Linked DNA regions of Anas platyrhynchos: region 2 is linked to region 1. A link is a contact called in public Hi-C data. All regions are on one chromosome and are shown on one strand. The core of a region is the stretch at or near the end of the contact, and the rest is flanking DNA. Distances in the headings are between cores, read along the strand shown. Region 1 holds the start of IFT81 (intraflagellar transport 81). Region 2 holds the start of ANAPC7 (anaphase promoting complex subunit 7).

Region 1 (2,700 bases), core at 113-2,612:
TCCAGATCCCTCTCGCTGCCCTTGGCGCTGAAGGCACAATCCATTTTCTCCCCTGTACTGAAACAAGGATGTGTTTCTGTATTTGCAGAAACATGGCATTTCTCCAGCATTAAGGAAGTACTGCCCAGGATCCGTGGGTCTGCCACTTCCTATTACCTTTCTGTGCAGTCTACAGGGAGCAGAACTGGTCCCCAGTGCCTCCATGGGAAATACCCTTCTCATTTGCTCCCTCTGTGTATTCTATATGCTCAAAATACTCATCAGAAGAAAAGCGTAACTGATACCAGGAAAGCATGACAAGGGAAAGTAGATCTCTTCTGGGAACTTGTAGGTAGATACGATTCCTAAAGGTCAGTATACAGCCTGAAAGCACAGAGGAAACATGATCTGGTTTTTAAAGTTCAAATCCAGCAGTCAGGAGACTCGGATTATGTTCCTGGCTTTCATGCGCAATCAAAAGCTCCTCATCCATCCCCTCTGTGACGGAGTTTATCCAGTTAAAAGCTAGGACAGCAATGTAGTGTCACTTTTCAGGCTCTCAGAGAAGATCAGTAAATTAGGATTTTATGAAGCATTTTATATTCCTCAGAAAGAAGAAAGGAGCTAATCTAAGATAGACGCAGTACTTAGAATTGCAAAGCGTTACATTTATGATTGCTATTTACTGAATAAAATTCCGCAGTGATTTACAACCTGTGCATTTCAATTGGCACCAATTTAATATGACTCACTGCATATTTTACTCCATCATCTGTGGACTCACGTGGGTTTCTAAGACAATCCAAAAAGCTAATTGTAGTAGCAGAGGCTCCAAAATCCACCTATTTAAGGTCTAAATGTGATTTTTGAAGGATCTGCAATTAAAAAAATGTGCAAATTGGAGATACCACTTTCATGAACAAGCTCCGGAGTCTATTTTTGATTGTTTGGTATTTTTGAAGCGCCTGTCCTCGTTCAGATGTGGTATTGCTCACACTGACTGTGTGCTTATTGCTCTGCTGAGGCACACTGGCAACCCAAGGACATAATTTGCCATTCCCCCCTCACGAAGCGCCCCATTTTCCACACAGATCCCCCGTGCTTTCCTCCACAGAACTGAGACAACCATTCCAGTCACGGACACCAGCGCCATTTCCCATCGTTTTATTGTGCCAACGACCGCCAGAAACCCTAACTGGGTAACTGCAGCAATGCGTTTATACATCTACACGCCACAGCATCCCCCTAATACACCGGGGTGCTAATTATACGCGTTAAAAGGTGAATACATTCCACCAGCGCCCCGCGCCACTCTGCGCATGCGCAGCCCCCTCCCGCTCTCAGCCGTCCCGGCGCCTTGGCTGAAGCGCGCGCGCGGCAGCGTCGGAAGTGACGTCATCGCCCCGGCCTGGCAACCGTTACCATGGTAACCGGGAGGCGCTGAGGGGAGGTGAAGGCCCAGGCGGCCCCGGCGCCTCAGGGCGCTGCACCCCGAGGGTCTCCGAGGGTCCCGGCCCTTCCCTCGGAGCCGTGGGGCTGCCAAAATCCTCGCTGAGGTGGTGCCTGGCCCCGCTGCCCCTGTCAGCCCTCCCCCGGTCCCGCCGAGGCCTCCTCACATCACCTCCGGCCCCGCCGCCGAGGCTCGGCCCGGCCGCCACCATGAGTGACCAAATGCAGTTCATTGTTGAGAAGCTCAATCAGGAGCCCTTCAGGAAGAGCTACAATCTGATCACGTTTGACTCCTTGGAGTCCGTGCAGCTCTTGCAGCTGCTCAGTGATGTGCTGGGGGAGATTGACCCGAAGGTAAGGGGGGCAATCGGAGCTGCTCAGGCCTGGGGAACTGCAAGCGTCACGGATGGGCTCGTCACAGAAACTGCGCTGAATGCTTTTATTTAGGTCTGGCTCCGTGTTCCTTGTGGCATGTTTGGTTTACCAAAATAGCTTGTATGAATCTTCCTGGAAATAAATGTGCCTGGCAAGAATCCTTTTTGTCTCTACATCAACGTGGTTTTGGCAAACAAGCAAATGGTTCTTGGGCCAGGGATACTGGACCCTTGCCCCCTAGAGTCTGATGACTATATTTTATCTTGGGAATCAGGACACAGATCTTACATTGCTTCAGACTGACAATGACTCCATTCTTAAGTCAAAAGTCAGGCTGTGTCTTGCGCACTTACACAGGGTAGTGACTGATCAAGAACTGAGCCTTGTGATTTCTCACTTGCGATAGATATCGAGTTGTTAACTGCCTCAGCCTCGAGGCTACCAAAGGTGTGTATGAGATCAGAGGGTTCATTCACGTACATGGGGTACAGATATATGTGCCCTGGTCTGGTAGGATCCCAGACTTCCTTGGTGGAAGCAGATGGTTTGTCTATATAGAAGCGGTCCTGTGAGCAGGGAGAACATATGCCTAGAATAAAATTACCTAAATACACATGTAGGAGAAAAATCTGTTAAAGAGAATCAGAGCTTGGTGATAAAAAAGAATGTTCTGTATGGAACATCTCACTTCATTGATGTATCATATGAAAAGTAGATGAAGTCAATTCTTTTAATGTTACCAGTTAATTAACATGATTTGAACAAATACTGTTTATTTGTTTATTTACAACTATGTAGCATATTGTTGACATCAGAGAGGAGCTGCCAGAGCAAACAGCTAAAAGAATGTTGACTCTCCTTAGTATCCTTAAATACAAACCTCCGGGAAGTGTATCA
Region 2 (2,700 bases), core at 123-2,622, 140 kb after region 1:
GAATGGACAATGGATGGATGATACAGATTTCAAGCTCTATTATACTCAAAGACATTGCTTTACTGGCCTAAGGATTAGAAATACACTGACCAAGGACTTGTGACAAACATCTGCCAGAACAAACCTTTGGGGTTCTCTGTCTGGAAGGAATCCCATCCAGAATAGCAATGGCATCTTTATCTTGCTTCAGCATCGTGTAACATTCAGCCATTTTATATTTCACTTCAATTTCAGATGGTAAACACTGAAATAAAACACAAACATTAAAGCACATTAAAGTCACATTAAAAAACGTAAATAACATCTCCTCATTAAACGTTTACAGTATGTTAGAAAAGTCTAGTGCAAGAAAATTAAAAATGCAACTGACCGTTGGTTCTCATGTCTTCAAAAAGCATGAATTGCATGTATAAAAAAACCTCATGTTCCAGGACCATATTAAGGTTTTCATTAGAAAATAGGTTTATTTGACATGATAAATCCACAATTTAACACTACATCATTAAATCAATAACATTAACTGAACAGAGGGATGGTGATCATTTTATGCAGCACATTAGTCAGTTTTTAAATACCTGGCTTTGGGGGGTTGATGCAGCATTCCCAGTAGAAGGTCTTACTTTTGAAGTTTTACTTAAAGCCTTTTTCTGCTGCAAGGCCATCGTGTACTTACTGACAGCATTTCTATACTCCTTATCATGGAAAAGAGAATCCGCGTGATATACGAGGAGTTGGTATTTCTGAGATGGTGAAAACAGTTCCCTAGGAAAAAACGCAAACAGACTGAGTTCAGCTAAGAGCCAAAGGGATTCCAAAGCATGTGAAGCTTGCTTTGTCTGCCTTCAACTCCCAGCTGTTGCTGCTCCCTTGCTGCACTGGGAGGGCCCCTGGGTAACAGGTACAACCCCTCACAACGATGAACTGTGAGGATTTCAGAAGGGGATTCCGGCGTTAATTACTACCTCAAACAACTCTTTAGGGAGTTAGGGAGAGCCCTAACACTGAGCCCTCCTCCTCCTCGCCTCCTGCCCCCAGGCTCCCCGCGGGCCTCCCCCTCAGCCGCCGGCGGGAGGGCCACTCACGGGTTGTTGCCGCTCATCGTCAGGAGAAGCCCGCTGAGGAGCCGCACGTTCGAGTGGAGCCCGGCGGAGGCCATCTCCCGGACGTGCTCCACCACGCTCATGACGGCGGCGGGAGGGCACGGCAAGGAGAAACGGGGCCGGGAAGGGACCGAAAAGAGACCGGGAGAGGACAGTGAGGGGACTCGGAAGGGAGCGGGGCCGCCGCCGCCGCTTCAAAATGGCGCCGCCGCAGGCCCCTCACACGACGCCGCCTCCGCCGCTGCCCTGACAGGCGCTCGGCGGGGCAGCCCGCGGGCGGGGCCAAGGCCCCCCGATAGCTCCGCCCGCGCAGCGCCGCCTTCCCTCAGTCGGCTGAGGGGCGGGCGGGGGACGGGAACAGGGAGGTTTGCCTCAGGCTGGGCACTGTGTCGTAGGGGACTGGAAGAGGACTTCCCCAGCTCAGTAGTGTTTTGTGTAAAAAGATTTAGATTCTGCGTTTGCAGAGCTCTTAAACCCAGCCGTTTTTCTCTCAAAACCGAATTTTCTCCCCAAACTTCATTAACTGTTGGCTGTGGCAGCTAAGTGTGACAGAAGTCTCGGAGGTTCTGCCTGTAAAAATAGACAACTGAGAAGAAAGACCCTTTAAAATCCAGGTTTCTTCTGGGACACGAGCAGAAGAAATGCTTTAACTTGTGCCACCATTAACTATGAGGCATGGAACTGCCTCTCAGAGGGTCGACCTCACAGCAATAAGATGAAACAGACATGTTGGGATTTTTTTCTTACATCAGCTTGATTTTTTCCACTCCCTTTTCTACTGTGAAAGGGAGTAAAATGTGCGAAATGTAGAACGTGGCTACTCTACTGCCACCAACAGCAGGAGGAGCTGTCAGCTCAAGGCCACCACAGCTCTCAGTGACTGTGCCAAGCAGCCCAATGTTAAGGAACACAAAGTGTGTTGGTGCTATATGGTGGCAATGAAACAAGCATTGCCACAATGTTTTGCCACTAACTGCAATTTTCTGTTTAGAAAATAAAACAAACTCACATTTGCAGATCTTCAGGAAGCCATCAGATTGATCAAAACAATTTTTGCTACTATCGAGCTCATTGTTTGTCCAAATCTGCCATCACAAAGGCAGCCTTGGACTAAGTTGTATGTAATCTGCCTGCATTACTCTTTGAAGATGTTTTAGTACAAGGAAGCACTGCTCTGAAAAAGATGTTAAATAATCAGGACGTTGCTGGAGACCACAGCCCCTGCATTAATCTTGTTTATAATACGAATGATTCACTTCTGATTACTTTACCATTACACAATAATGATGGCTTTTTCACCAAAATTTTGATTTTATTTCTTTGAAAGCTATCCATAAGACATAAAGCAGTTATCACATTAATTACAAGCTAAGTTTATTGAAAAAAGGTAAAAATCACTGTACTTTAACACGTGATACTGAGACTCTAGCCAGCAGAGCAATTACATACGCCCCCAGGCACACACATTTCTCCTGTCTAAACAAAAGCCCTGTTTTAAATGCTAGCTGTAGCCACTGATAATAAAGCAGCCTGCATCTGAAACAGCACATTAGAAATCTTTTATTAAGCACCAGCTTAATATTTGCTTACAGTACTCAAT

Evidence for each region. A called contact is a pair of places that touch in the nucleus more often than the background predicts.
Region 2: a contact with region 1 is called in a Hi-C map of subcutaneous adipose tissue, with 2.3 times the contacts expected there. The contact joins the promoter of ANAPC7 here to the promoter of IFT81 in region 1. A contact is called at or near these places in 4 of 8 Hi-C or Micro-C datasets (liver, skeletal muscle, small yellow follicle and 1 more).

Annotation. Positions count from the first base shown.
Region 1 is chr16:3,008,830-3,011,529 of IASCAAS_PekinDuck_T2T, forward strand. It overlaps IFT81 (intraflagellar transport 81), which reads left to right and starts at 1,363. Exons shown (of 18, transcript XM_021277952.4): 1 at 1,363-1,782; 2 at 2,602-2,700. The coding sequence starts at 1,639. P2RX7 (purinergic receptor P2X 7) reads right to left here and starts at 586. Exons shown (of 14, transcript XM_072024610.1): 1 at 157-586.
Region 2 is chr16:3,147,334-3,150,033 of IASCAAS_PekinDuck_T2T, forward strand. It overlaps ANAPC7 (anaphase promoting complex subunit 7), which reads right to left and starts at 1,373. Exons shown (of 11, transcript XM_027469814.3): 1 at 1,083-1,373; 2 at 576-762; 3 at 125-244. The coding sequence starts at 1,183. ARPC3 (actin related protein 2/3 complex subunit 3) reads right to left here. Exons shown (of 7, transcript XM_027470218.3): 7 at 2,638-2,700.